3 separate regions of the Mus musculus genome follow, and all the other regions are linked to region 2. The links are chromatin contacts, called in public HiChIP or PLAC-seq and Micro-C maps. All regions are on one chromosome and are shown on one strand. Each heading gives the region's core, a stretch centred on a gene start, on an enhancer-like site or on the middle of the called end of the contact. The rest is flanking DNA. Distances are from core to core; before and after follow the strand shown.

Evidence for each region. A called contact is a pair of places that touch in the nucleus more often than the background predicts. HiChIP or PLAC-seq counts read pairs in DNA pulled down with a chosen protein or histone mark.
Region 1: an H3K4me3 HiChIP or PLAC-seq map of the SCID.adh cell line shows a contact between it and region 2, with 48 read pairs. The contact joins the enhancer-like site here to the promoter of Irx1 in region 2. A contact is called at or near these places in 2 of 484 Hi-C or Micro-C datasets (cardiomyocytes and nephron progenitors), 4 of 115 datasets of contacts at active chromatin or transcription factors (the SCID.adh cell line, T-cell acute lymphoblastic leukemia, cardiomyocytes and 1 more) and 2 of 9 other capture datasets (adipose tissue and liver).
Region 3: a contact with region 2 is called in a Micro-C map of embryonic fibroblasts, with 2.1 times the contacts expected there. The contact joins the enhancer-like site here to the promoter of Irx1 in region 2. A contact is called at or near these places in 3 of 484 Hi-C or Micro-C datasets (the Patski cell line, embryonic fibroblasts and nephron progenitors) and 1 of 115 datasets of contacts at active chromatin or transcription factors (the SCID.adh cell line).

The regions. Positions count from the first base shown.
Region 1 is chr13:72,119,259-72,123,787 of GRCm38.p6, reverse strand. No RefSeq gene overlaps it. Among named protein-coding and RNA genes, the nearest start is that of Irx1, 160 kb to the right of the region's middle. Within about 2 kb of position 2,542, at least 19 of the 459 cell types and tissues checked have an H3K27ac peak or open chromatin away from gene starts, as enhancers often do. A contact at or near this core is called in the SCID.adh cell line, where this site is marked.
Region 2 is chr13:71,960,689-71,965,429 of GRCm38.p6, reverse strand. Irx1 (Iroquois homeobox 1) reads left to right here and starts at 1,707. Exons shown (of 4, transcript NM_010573.2): 1 at 1,707-2,217. The coding sequence starts at 1,942.
Region 3 is chr13:72,196,743-72,201,100 of GRCm38.p6, reverse strand. No RefSeq gene overlaps it. Among named protein-coding and RNA genes, the nearest start is that of Irx1, 240 kb to the right of the region's middle. Within about 2 kb of position 2,595, at least 61 of the 459 cell types and tissues checked have an H3K27ac peak or open chromatin away from gene starts, as enhancers often do. A contact at or near this core is called in the SCID.adh cell line and embryonic fibroblasts, where this site is marked.

The DNA of each region.
Region 1 (4,529 bases), core at 1,293-3,792, 160 kb before region 2:
ATAAACACAGACATGTATAATCACAAATACACAATATACACACATGCACATGTACACTCAGTATACATACATGACACACAGGCATGTTTACTTGAACACACATATAGGTACATGTATATTTGTATATTAACACACATAGATGCAGACATACCCACATGCATGCTCATACACATATGCACACGTGTATATTTATGTGCGTATGTACACACATCACTAACACACACAGCACCTGGGATTTTGCTAAGAATCAAGAATGGTGCACTGAGTGAATGAACTTGTAGTATTCTAAGCAGAAACTCAGGAGATTCGACTACTAGTAATACATACTGTGTCTTCTTCAATCCATACTTGACCCTTCTGTTGATCACAAGAAAAGAGCAGGCTTTTAATGAGCAACAGTCTTATTTTCCAGTAGGACTGGAACTTTACACAAGATCTGGCTTTCCTTTTGCTCTAACAGCCCAGGAAGCCAGAAGACTGTGGAGACCACAGTGCAAGGCACTTTGAGAGTGACTCTCCCAGTCCTCAACCCCTAAACCATGCACACTGCCCCATACCAACCCTTCTGCATGCTGAGAAGGACACTGAGGGGCCCCTGTGGAATAGGAAGGGTGCTGAGGGCAGGAGAGCAGAAAGCAGCTCCTAGACTGGAGCCATGCGTTGTGTCTGTTTGTGCGGTTCTATCCACACAGGCTTTGCCCAATGAAATTCTGTCTCCCTCAGCAACCTGCAAAATGATCCAGGTGCCTGCACTCACATTGTGTGCATCTCGACTAGGTTTTCTTTATTTTCTATAATGTGAGCAAAAGGAGACATGCCTCCCTAGTGGTGGGGAGACTGTGTGGTGCTGGAGCTCTGGAGGTCTGGGGGCCTGGAGAACACTGCTGCATAGGGCTGAGGCAGCTGCACAGGGCTGAAGCAGCTTGCTTTCCCGTGTCTTTACTTCTTAGGGAGCTTTCAAGTCAGGCATTCTCCAGTGAGGCTAGGCAGCAGAGCCCTTCAAGGTCCCTGTTTCATAGGGGCTGCCAATCTCAGGCCACCCTGCCAGAGAGGTGTGATTCTCATTTATTAATTTTGTTAATGGCATCGTCCCCTCCCCACGTCCTTGGGGATGGCCCCAGGCCCTGGACCTTTGTCTTTGAACATCCTGCCGTTGAGCATCAAGGAAGGTGAAGAAGGCCAGGAGGGTCCCCTGGCACTGTGCTCATGCACTAGCCTCTGCAATTACCAGCCACCTTGCTGGCAGACGGTAATTGAAAAGTGCGAACCACATGGGTGCAAGTCAATAATGGCGACAGTGCACAAATGACACTCGGAGCTTTTGGTGGCCGCCCCGGCGCTGTGTTGGCTTTTCACCTTTTATCCTTCCCAGCATCACGGCTTAATCCACTCTAATGAGGTGAGCACCACTGCCAAGACCCAGCGGCCGCACAGCTCCCTTCTGGCACCACTTGGGGGTTGCAAGATGCAGGAAGGAATGAGAGAGACCAATGGCCCTTTGACGGATGTTTCCCTGGTGCCTCTGGCCTTGCTTCCACTGGCCACACCCTGCCAAGCCGCCGCAGACCTGCGCAGTTAACCTGCTCTGAGCTTCTGGGTACCAACTCAGGGTTGCCTTCTGCGCATTCAACTTAGTGGCACACATTTCTCCTAGCTTGAAGGACGCCGCTGGTGCCCACATGTCACTATTTACAAACAGCAGGTGACTGCCAGCCACTGTGAGAGTGTGAATCCCTCTCTTGCTTACTTCTCCTTACCCATCTGTCCATGCGACTGGAGCTGTAAGGCCCCTAGAACTGTGTGCAGGGGCAGAAGCCACCGAGGAGAGATGCGATGGCACTGTTCACAAAAACACACTTAGGAGGAGGGAGATAAAAACAGACTTTAGCAATTCAGCGTGCTCTCAGAAAGAAAACGCACGGGTGCTGGTTTAATTGGTCCAACCCATATGTTCTCCATCGCTGCTCTCTGTGGCAAGGTGGTTGTCCCTGAGATCAGATGTCACCGCACCACTCCTGCACCTGCCCGACCACCATCCCGGCTCCACGGCAGCCTGTGTTAATGGCTTGATGTCTTGCTGGCTCCACTCGGCTCTTCTGTGTCTGTCTCCAGAAACGCCAGGCCACTGCCCTTCCTTAGGAGGGTAAGCAGACCCATGGTGGCTCCCTGCCCCTCAGATCACTGAACTTCTGCAGAGTTGAGCTGCTCTGCCAGCCTTCTGTGAGCAACCTTCACATTTCCACAGTTCATACAGAATTTCAGTTTAATGGCTTTTTTATTGGTTGAAAGAGGGGAGAGAGAAGAAAAGGCAATCAGGGCGTATTGAAAGCTCACAGGATTAACTGTGTGGTCTTAGTAAATGTACACAACACAGGCAAAGAGGGGAAAAAAATTTGGCTGTCACACAGCTCAAACCCCCCTCCCTTTTCTCCAGGCTTAATCTGATTTTTGCCAACTTCCTTTGATCTGCCAGGGCCAGGCAAGGCAGGTCCACACAAACAGAAGGACTAAATGTGGAGATTAGCCTCATCCTTCTGCCCGGCTCCTAAGGCCTGATTAAGTCTGGCCTCTCTCAATTGTCTCTGAGCTGGCTGCTAGAGTGGCCCGGCTCAGAAGGAGGCAGGATGAAGGCTGATTCTGTAATGGACACTGTTTTATCCTGGTGCTCTGAGAAGATTAGGCCTGGGGGTGTCACATTAGCCATGATCTCAGGAACTCTGCTCGTCTCTTGCCGGTTTCAAACACCTCTGCTCTGCCTTAGAACAAACAGGGAGCTAGGGCCCCAAGGCCCCATGTCGGGCATGAATAATTACCCCTGCCAAGTGTTTGAAGATCACAAAGTGCTGTGTAAATTACTCAGTTTGGGCTTCACTTGGGGTGATTTGCGGTGACTTACTGAATCTTTTCACAGTTCAGAATTAAACTTTCTCCAGCACAGAACGAAAAGGTTACCTCATAACTGACAGGCCTCCTCTCAGATCAGACCACGAAGAGGCCCTGCCAGAGTCAAGTGGTGCAGGAGGCAGAGCGACCCTTCCTGCCTCTCAAAGGGACCTTGGCCACCTGTGCCTGATCAGCGTTAGATAGAACATCGACCCAAGCCTGAGGTGGGGAAGAGCCTGCTTCACACACCACATTCGGTGTGGCTATGGCTTGATGTCCTGAGTGGCTTTCTGACTAACAAAGTTTACTTTCTGTTTCATTTTAAACATGGTATAGTTCTTTAATTTGCAAGAGCAAACAGGGTAAAGGAGGAGGACGAGGAGGAGGAGGATGTGTGTGTGTGTGTGTGTGTGTGTGTGTGTGTGTGTGTGTTGGGGGGGGGGAGTTGAAAAATTCTAATTGAAGAAACAATATCATTAAACAAACTTCAATTACAGAGAATTAGCCCAAGTGGTAGGTCTCCATCAGATCCAGTTCTAGATGAGAGTGGTGCACACCCAAGTCACTCTTGTGCCAACCCTGTTGGCACCTGCCGAACAGAGCAGGGCTTTTGATTCTGAACACATTCCTACCATAGACTGTGGCCATGAATGACCAGCAAACAGAGAGATCACCACCCGTGTAGTCTTTGTATTTTCATAAACAATAATTGCCATTCATAAACAATAACTACAATGTCAGTAGCAAACTCTAAGATGAGAATTCAAGGTGATCTTTAGTCTTGCTAAATATTTTGGACATAAAGTAAGAGCACAGGTAACTGCTTCAAGGGACTTCTTTTTAAAAGTATTTTTTTATTTTAGTAGAGACTTTTTAACAGATTCGTTTTTATCATTATTGTTATTCCTGCATTTGGTAGGGGGTACGAGTTCAGGTACCTAGGGAGGCCAGAGGAGGAACCAGAACCCTGAAACCTGGAACTGCAAGATGCTGTAAGTCGCCAGACTTGGTCTCTAGGAACTGAAAGAGCTGTGCACATTCTTAACTACTGAGCCATTTCTATCCCTATACCCACTCACAAGCACAGGATATTAATGGCAAAGACTCCAGGTGTGTGGCTTATGTAACTTTTCTCCTCGCAAACTATGGCTCCAATAATGTTTTCTATCAGCACAGAAACTTGTAAGCAGACCTCTGACTGTACCCATGATGTCACAGGCTAAGAAAGGAAAACACAAAATTAGAGACAGAAATCCTCAACCCATCCAGTGAAGACTGGTTAGTGGGCTTTCCATGGATTCTTGTTGCTTTCCTATGTGCTTCAACCTGGTAGTGCTGGTTGAACTGTGTTAGTGTTTCTGTGTTATCGCTAAGAAATGTCACCTAATAAAGCCCCCCCCCCAAAAAAAAGCTAAGAAGTAAAACTCAAATATACTAAACAACATTTTAGAGCAGGATAAGTATATCAGAAAACAATACAACATTATTTATAATTATCCCTTGCTAAGAAAGGTAACATCATAGCCTTTTTAAACTATACTAGTTAGTGGAAAACTGCATCATTTGCTTAATAGCAAAGGAGAAAGCAATGCCTTGAGGCTGAGTCAGCATCAAGCTTGTGTTCACTGGAGGCTCCCAAATTCATG
Region 2 (4,741 bases), core at 458-2,957:
GAGCTTCAGAAGCTAGAACTCTGGGGGTTCCCTTGGGGTACCCTCCAGACTAAATCCAAGCAGGAAAGCAGGTCCTGACATTCCAAGGGGTGTTGGGGTCATGAAGTAGGCAGGGTCAGATGGAGGAAACAGCCTGATTAAGTGAGAAGATCCAACCCAGAGCAGAGAAAATGAAGATTACCTGATTTTCCCACTAGTAATTAGTAACTACTTTTAAGAGCTGTATTGTGCCTAATTACAGGCAAGGTTTAGTATCTGATTTCAAGACCTATAAGTGAGGACTTCCTGATGTTGCAGGAGACACCAGGCAAGCAAGTGTGCCTTAGCTGGTGTCCAGGGTCCCAATGGCCCTGGACAGCAGCATTCCAGTATGCATGTTGGGGCTCTCTGTCAAACCTGTCACTGTACCCCTTAATTCTCTGAGTCTGAAATTAGACCCTGAAGGTGAAGCTCCACCAGCACCGTGTGATGTGACACACTCAAGCCTCTGCCACATTATAGACAGCAGCAAGAAACGAGGCACTAGGAGTCTCTGGACATTTTGGTTCTGCACTTCCAATACCAATCTAGGGCACCATGAGCAGAAGCATCTTTCTCTGGTCAGCCGCACTGATTGAGAGAGGAGAGAGGAATGAGCATTTCAAGTCTGCCCTGAGAACAGAGCAGCCAGGCCCCTGGCTTTCAAATTGCCTGGTTCTTATTTTCCCAGCGTTTGAGATAGGAATTGGGCGGGGATGGGGGGGGGGGGTGTCGTGGGAGACTCAAAGACAGGGGACTGGCGGCTGTCCTGTCCTGTTGGACTGGCTAGTCGCAGCGCCACCTCAGGTACCTGAGCTCCACTCGTGTTGACTCTCCGCGTCTGCACACCTAGTGGACAAACGCAGGAGCCCAGGCCTTTCAGGCTTCTCCCAAACTGGAAGAGGGTGGTAGATGACTGTGGGCAAGATTTGCCAGTTCTTTTACCTTGCGAAGGTCCTTCCCCTCCTACAATTCTTTCCCCCACCCTCTAGGAGCTCTCCTCCGCTAGGCAGCGACCTCTCAGCTGGCTTGCCCATTTTAAAAGTTTTTATATTTGGAGAAGCTGACAGAGCGCGGCCGGCCACAACCCGATTCTCCAAGTGCAAGGGGGGGGGGGCAGCAATTTCCAGAGTATCTGTTGATACCAAGTGGGGCCAGAGAGACGACGCACCCTGTATCCGAGGTGTCAAGCCACGCGTAGATTTATCTGAACACTTCAGCCAAATATGTCCCATGGAGGTGCTGCAGAGCCAGCCACAGAGGAAAGGCTGTTCGCTATAGACTGTCCCCTGGCCCCAGGCCTCTTTCCCTGCCACCCCAGCTGTAGAAACGCAATCCCCGAGTTGCTTTTGTTAAAAGGGGATGGGGGAACAGATCTCCGTTGCAAAACCGGGTGTCAGACAGCTGTAAACCGGTGTCGACAGGTTGTCAAAAGCCGCGGGGGCTGGTTGGGAAGGAGCCTGCGGCCTCCGGACCCACACCAGCAGACGGGCCGTGCGCGCCCACCGGAGGAGGAGGTGGCCCGGCGGGCGCGGGGCACCACGTGCTCGCCGTGAGGGGCGGGAGCGGCCAGCGAGGGCGGGCTGGAGGCAGGGAGGGGGCGGGAGGGGAGCCAGGGGCGGGGCCTGTGCTCAAGGGGATGCCAATCAAAGCATCAACTTCAAATTGTGTCTGAGAGCCCCGCCGCCGAGCGGAGGGCGGCCGCCGCAGTCGGCGCGCGATCTCGGATACGGGCGCAGCCGGGAGCCGGGCGCCGCCAGCGAGCACTGGGCCGAGGAACAGCGAGCGGCCCCCGCCCCCGGGCCGGCCGGAGCGCGCCCGGCCCGCGGCCCGCAGCCCCCGAGTCGCGCCTCCTCGGATCGCCAGCCGGTCTTCTTGCCCGCGCAGTTAGTGTTGCCCTCCGCCACCACCGAGCCCGCGGACATGTCCTTCCCGCAGCTGGGCTACCCGCAATACCTAAGCGCCGCGGGCCCGGGCGCCTATGGTGGAGAGCGCCCTGGGGTGCTGGCTGCGGCCGCGGCTGCTGCGGCCGCCGCCTCGTCGGGCCGTCCCGGGACTGCGGAGCTGGGAGCGGGCGCGGGAGCGGCCGCGGTCACCTCGGTGCTAGGCATGTATGCCGCGGCGGGACCGTACGCGGGCGCACCCAACTACAGCGCCTTCTTGCCCTATGCCGCGGACCTCAGCCTCTTCTCGCAGATGGTGAGTGCTCCCGCCTCCCGCGCGTCCTCCTGGCCCGCACCCACGGGAGATCACCGCGCCTGGGGACATCGGGAGCGGCTGGCCCAACAGAGAAACAGAGGATCCGCAGGCAGTGTCTGGGAAAGGAACGAGAAGGGTCCTGCAGAGGGAATCCGGTGGCGGAGACCTCTTTCCCTGGGGACTCGGGAGTGCCCAGAGGCCCAGGCAGTGACCACTGTGGTCTTGGGAGGTTGGAGACCGGAGTCGAAAAGCGGGTTGCGCGCTAGTGGAGAGAAGCCTCCAGAGAAGGCCTGAGACCGCGGCAGGCTCTGGAGGTCCCGGGCAAAACCGCCAGGCTCCTCCAGTGCGACAGGGCAGGCCCGCCGGGCCCCCTCAGCCAGGGCCGCTTTACTAACACTGCCCTAACCTGGCGGCCGGCCTCGCCTGAGCGCCGCAAGAGCTTTCCCTTGGGCCCAGAAGACCTTCCTTCTCCCTCTTTGGCAGAGCAGAGATAGTTGCCCTAGACTTTGCCAAAAGGAACCGGTTAAACCTAGCGGAGTCGATCAAAAACATCCCAACAAACAATAGACATCAGCAGAGCAGAGAGGTCTCTTAATGGAGTGTGTAGGGACCATAGGAATCGGGGCTAAGAAATACTAAGTTGACATAAATTCTGGCTTCCGAAACGGTGTTTGCCTTTACTTTCGTAAGTTGCCAAACTTTTCATTTGAGCCGAAAGAAAAGCACTTTTCTTCCCGTGTTACATAAGGGAGAGTTAAAGGAACAGTGTCCCAGAGCTTAAAATAAATGGTGCTCTCCGATCTCCTGTCCCAGTGGGTGTCAGATGGGGGTGTGTGTTTAAATTTAATTCTCCACAGGAGTATTGGCCTGTCTGTCCTTCCGAATGATCACTTTTCCTTGGTTTAACGGAAAGGTCGGGCTGCTTAAACTTGAGGCCGCTAGCAAATTGCGAGGCGGGCACTGGTTTTTGGAAGGCAGCCCCCTGCTGCCCTGCTATCTTCTGGATAGAGCAATTTCCAAGAACCCTGAATTATCCAGTCTCTGGCAAAACAGACCAGACCAGACTCCTTTAAAAGGTTGGCCTCCAACTGTGCAGAAGCAAAGCGGCTAGCGCGATTTTCCGAACTTTTCTTGTAGTTTAGAAAGAAAGCCTATTTCTCAGTGGTCCGGCCAGCCAGTTGCCTTTCGGATGCTTCCCAACCAGGAAGATCAACCCCCATTTTGTTCGGACAGCCAATATGCCCCGGGAGCGATGAGAGATTTACAAGGTGCCCTTTCAAAAACAATTCCCAGCAGAGACGAGGCCGAATTTCTACTTTACGATTACAACTAAAATAATCTTGAAAAACGAAATGTACATTTTACAATGGCGAGGCACAAACGAATTCGGGCCAAAGAAGCCTCTTAGGCGCGGCCTCGATCGCTAAACTAATTAGCCAAAGAAATAAGCTTTTAGTAACTTTTTTAGGGTTCCGACTTCTTTTTTTTTTTTTTTTTTTTTTTTTTTTGCTAACCTGGTAACTGTATCCTTTTAAAAATTGAAGATGGAGGGTGATTTAGTTATTATTTTCGCGAGGATTTTTTTAACTAAAAATTTGAATACAGATGTGAGCCATTTGGGAATCCTGCCTGTGTGCTTGTGGGGGAGGGGTCTGCTCCCATTGTAGTGAGGTAGGGAAGGTCCACAGGAGGTTTTTGTTGTTGTTTAATTTTGTTTTCTCTTTAAACTAAAAGGAAAATAAAATTCGTCCCCTAAGGTGTTTGTGTTACCTCCAGGTCTCCTACCGGGTTCTTGGAAAGTAAGCCTAAATCCAAACCCTCAGCTGAGGCCTAGCTTTCCAATCTTTTATGATCCAGTATTTGGAACCCAAAAGATAAAATTGTGAGTGAATGTCTGTCTGGGCAATTTATGGTAATAATGAGGCCTAACGAGGCTGTTAGAAAGATAAAATGTTATTTACCAAAAACCTGATGGGATAATTTGACTTGCTGTGTTTTACTACTGATGATAAAAAGAATATTGATTGCAAATAAATCATGGCCTCTAAATGCCTGCAAACAGTTTCTGTTTGCTCGGCTGCAGATCAAAGTCAAACTTAAGAGATAAAGTAACCAAGAAGAGGCCCAGGAAACTGAACCGGTTCCCCTGAGCTTCAGCCTGTGGCTCCAGGGCCTGACGTTAATATTTTACTGGATAAGCTCTTCTTTTGTATTTAAAAAAAAAATGTGTTTTGTCATTGTTACTGAGGATGGCCAGGATTAAATTTTAAATTACCTGTCACCGCTACAGACCTCTAAGTGTGAGTGAGCCATTATATGCAGATTAATTTGAGAGGCAAAAAGAGGGCTCTGCTTTCATTTTAAATTGGTGGTGAATTTAGACTGAAGAGTGCCCTGGATGGTTTATTTTGATTGAGTCCTTCAGGGTGAGAAGGAGGGGCCTTGAATTCTGAGTGCTTCACTTTGGAGAAACTGTTTCATCAGTCTACAGAAAAGGTTTTCCCCCTCCAGCTAGTGTAAGCTG
Region 3 (4,358 bases), core at 1,346-3,845, 230 kb before region 2:
GGTTGACTGTGTGCTTGTCATGCGGATGCACTGCCTCACTTGAAAGACCTGATAGCCTTCACTGTACTTCATTTACAAATGCTTGTTTCCTCGGTGTCTTCCTGCTTTGCAAAGGCAGAAGCAACATATTCTGAATGTGCATTAAGACTCAGAGAGCAGCAGGCTTGGATAGTCACAGCTCCCATGACCTGGCTGCATTCCTGAGGCTCATGGGGGAATCAAAATCTCCAACCTGGGAAAGACCCATCCAGTTGGCATGGTGAGGCAGCAATGAAAACAGAACAGGACATCTTTTTCTGTGATAGGAGCTTAGCAGCCCTGGGAGATGAGTTGATATCCATGAAGAAAAGCAAATGGGACAGAAATACAGTGGTAAGTACTCTGCTACCTGCTTTATAAGGCTCACTTGAGTCCCCTGTTATCTTGTCCTCATAACCCCTGAACAAGGTGACATGTCAGCAGGAATATATCCTATGTCCCCTGGTCTATTAGAGCTGCCTACAGTCACCAGCCCATGTCTGCCTGCCCTGTCTCAACTGTCCTTTCCCATGGAAGCCCCCCCCCAAAGGCTTTGTCTTGCCCTTCCCACTCTACCTGTTCCTGGTGTTACCTATGCGGCTTTGTGTGATGTGTTAGATATAAGAATAAAGTCCACCTTGTGACTGTCATTTACAGTTCTGTGAATCTTAAGGGACCCAAATAGAAGTGCTTAACGGTAATGGAGTAACCTCTTCAATGAGTTGCAAACCAAGTACCTTTGTTGGTTGTCTTTGTTTGGGTTTTATTGCTGTGACGAGATAACATGACTAAGGAAACTCATAAAGAAAACACTTTCATTAGAGCTGGCTTACAGTTTCAGAGGTTCAGTCCATCATCACCATGGCAAGAGGCATGGCAGACTTGGTGCTGAAGGAACTGAGAGTTCTACACTTTTATCTGATGACAGCCAGAAGGAGACTCTCTCTTACTGGCCAGACTAGAGTTTGTATATGAGACCCCAAAGCTCACCTCCACAGTAACACACTTCCTTCCAACAAGGCCACATCTTCTAATAATACTACTCTGTGGCCAAACCTTTGAACATATGAACCTAAGATGGCAAAATCTTTCAAACCACTACACCGCTAGTGTAGCATCTTAGGGAATCCCCTCTGCTCACCTCAGCCGAGCATAAGAGGTGATCCCAGAGGAAGGAGGATGAGCACGGGTCCCTTCAACTCTTGCTGTTCTCATGTTTGGAAGTAGGATTGGGCCTGTCCGGAGTGTCTATCAAGATAGATGTGACACTTGTACTCCTGGGAATCAACAAAGGAGGCTTACCATTCGTGAATGCAGAAAGCTTTCTGTTAGATTCCTACTTCCTTTTTGGCTTTAACCTGTCTTGTGTAAAATGGCAATTTCCATGAGGTCCAGGATCAGGAGAGTGATCTATGGACATGCTGAGTGTACTTAATGGAATCATGGAGGCAGGGTCTGAATTCTCTGGTTACAAATTCTAGAGAAAACTAATAGTCCTATGAGCACACCTCTCACACACAGACACACTGGGCCAGGAAGTTCAGGCCTCACGACCACCTGTACAACTCTGTCTCTGTGACTAGCTCTTTCAGGCCTGAATGGTTCCATTCTGTTTGGAGTCACCTTGTTGGTGAACAGGACTTGATAAAGCAGTCAAGATAGAAATGAAAGACCAGTAACTTTATGAACAGTTTCAGGTAAAGGCATCTTTAGCTCTGATTGGCTTCGGTTTCTCTCAGACCTCACTGGGATTAGAACAGTATTTTGAAAAAAAATCTTAGAGGAATTCTGCCAACTAAAATAGGCTTGAATGTTTTAGGGGAAGAGGTTCTCACTTTGTTTATGCATGGTAGTTACATTCTGTCTTTAGTATCTTTTGTACACCTGCTTCTGAGAGCTCCTCCATGTCTTGCCAGCTGGGAGCTGGTCCAGTCTTTGTGAATAGCTAGGGAGTTGATTACTGAGGCTAAGAAAAATGTAACTTTATCAAGATAACAGGCTGGGGCCTCATTTGCCTGGAAGAGCAGCTAAAAATAAGAGACACTCGTTAAGCAGACAAAGTGTGGAACGGTGTACTCCACAGCCCAGCAATGTGAAGCACGCCAGTGAGTGGGTGTCTGCGCTGTTCTTTGAAACTCGAGCCCAGGTCTTTATTAAATAGCCTGCAGATTACCGCCTGGAATCACGGTACATGTCTAAGAACACCTCCAGCTTTTGCGTCACCAGGCAGGAATGCAAGCACCACTCTGGGCGATTGTGCTCCTTCTAAGCCCTACAAAACAAGACAAGGGGATAAGAATCATACCAGTAGCGATTCGGTGGGCACGGTTAATCATTTCTCATCTTTATGTACGTATCAGGAGCTGGCGATGCCCTTTGGCAGCAGATCAGAAGGCAGCCTGCCATCAACAACAATAAATCATTTGTGAGTACATGTAGCAATTATCGTCTGAAATGAAGGTGTTCAGTCCCAGTTCTGGGGAGCAAGCACCTAGGACGGATCTTAACAAACTTGCTGAGGAGCCTCGAGCCTGAGGCTTCAGTGACTCACTCTGCTGAGTATCTGGCTCATGGTTAGACAACGGGATCAGAGGTGCCTGCATCCCACGCACCACATGGAAACAATGGACCTGTGAAGCCCGTGCTGTCAGCCCGCCTGGGAACAATAAAGCTCTTTATATCGCCCACCTTGGGGGAGATTTAGTAATGTTTTGATTTATGAAGGGCAAGCAGGAGCAGGCAGCAAGCATGACTGTGAATATCTAAGAAAGACTTTTGGTATAGTTGTTGTGAAAGTAATTTAGCTTCCAGACAAGTTGTCCTGGGGAGCAGGGACAGTCCCTGAAGACTACTATCCACGCCCCAAAATACTTAGTGTCCACATTCTCAGTCCCAGTAACTTTCTGGTAGAAATGTACTGTCCTCTGCCAGTGACCACATAGTACCCTTATTCCAAACTATGTGGTGCAGGAAGGCATTGTTTTTACTTGGTAGTTTTCATAGAGGTAGTTTCCATAGGAAGAGGAGCCCTGGAGGTGTTGCCTCTTGATACTTCCTGTGTTGGAAATTGCTTGAGACAGTGATGTCATCTTAAACAAAAAGTGATATGTGGTCATGCTTGCTAGATTGCAAAGGAATGCAGACATTTGTAGGGTTCAGTTGTGGGACACATGCCAAAACCTGGGTTCTGTATTGCTCAATTGCCGCCCCCCCCAAGGCCCCAGCTATTTATCTTCATCTCCCCCATCTCTCCATATATACAGAGCTTCAAACAAACCTAATTTGTAAAGATCGGTTTCAAGCAGCAATGCCCTGGATACCACTGTGTGCCCCTCTGCTAATGGGTAACTCACATCTCACGATCATTTAGATTGAAAGAAAAGTTAGGAACTGGAACAACTTCCACCACCACCTCTTTCACCTACCTCTCCACAGTGGCCCTAATAGCTAATGTAGATAGATAGATAGATAGTAGATAAATAAATGATAGCTATAAAGATGGAATATAGGTAATAGGTAGGTGATAGATAATAGGCAGATAGATACATGATAGATAGTAGATAAATAACTGATATATATATAGATGGAAAATAGATAATAGATAGGTTATAGGTAATACATGATTATAGTAAATAAAATGATAGATGATATATAAATATATATATATTATATACACACATACATACACAGGATAGATACATGATAGATGGTAGATAAATGATAGATTGATAGATGATAGACTCCTGTTTCTGATCCATATTCTGCCTCTTTAGCACCATTGTGTGCTCTCTCTGTCTCTATGTATATATGTATATATATATATATATATATATTCCAACTTTGGGGGATCAAACCTGCAGGCCAAGTTGGTAAAGATGACCAGACCCACATTTTGATGGGTTGCCATAACTTAATTTTGGTGGGAATCTAAGCAGATTGACTAACCCTAAGTTATCTTTATATTTTCCTTATCATTAAATACTTATGTGGCCCGTAAGAAAACCTAGATGTTTTCTTTTTGATTTTATAGACCCAGGAGCTTGTGAAGAACAAGGTCTGCCAGCACTTCTATGAAGGTGGGGTATTCCATACCCACAATAGGTTTCCTGACAGTTAGAAAAGCTATCAAGGTGAAGACATATGGTCCTCTATGGAACACCCTTCCCCACAGTAGCTTCTCCTTCCATAATGTGTTAGAGCTTAAACAGCTCTCTTGGGAAATTATTGATTTGTGACTTTTTCTGTATCATATTTAATTGATTTTGGACTCTGACAGTTCCCCAAAACATCCTTTTGCCAAGGTCAACATTGTCCCAGAGTTCTGCTCAAACATGGGTGCT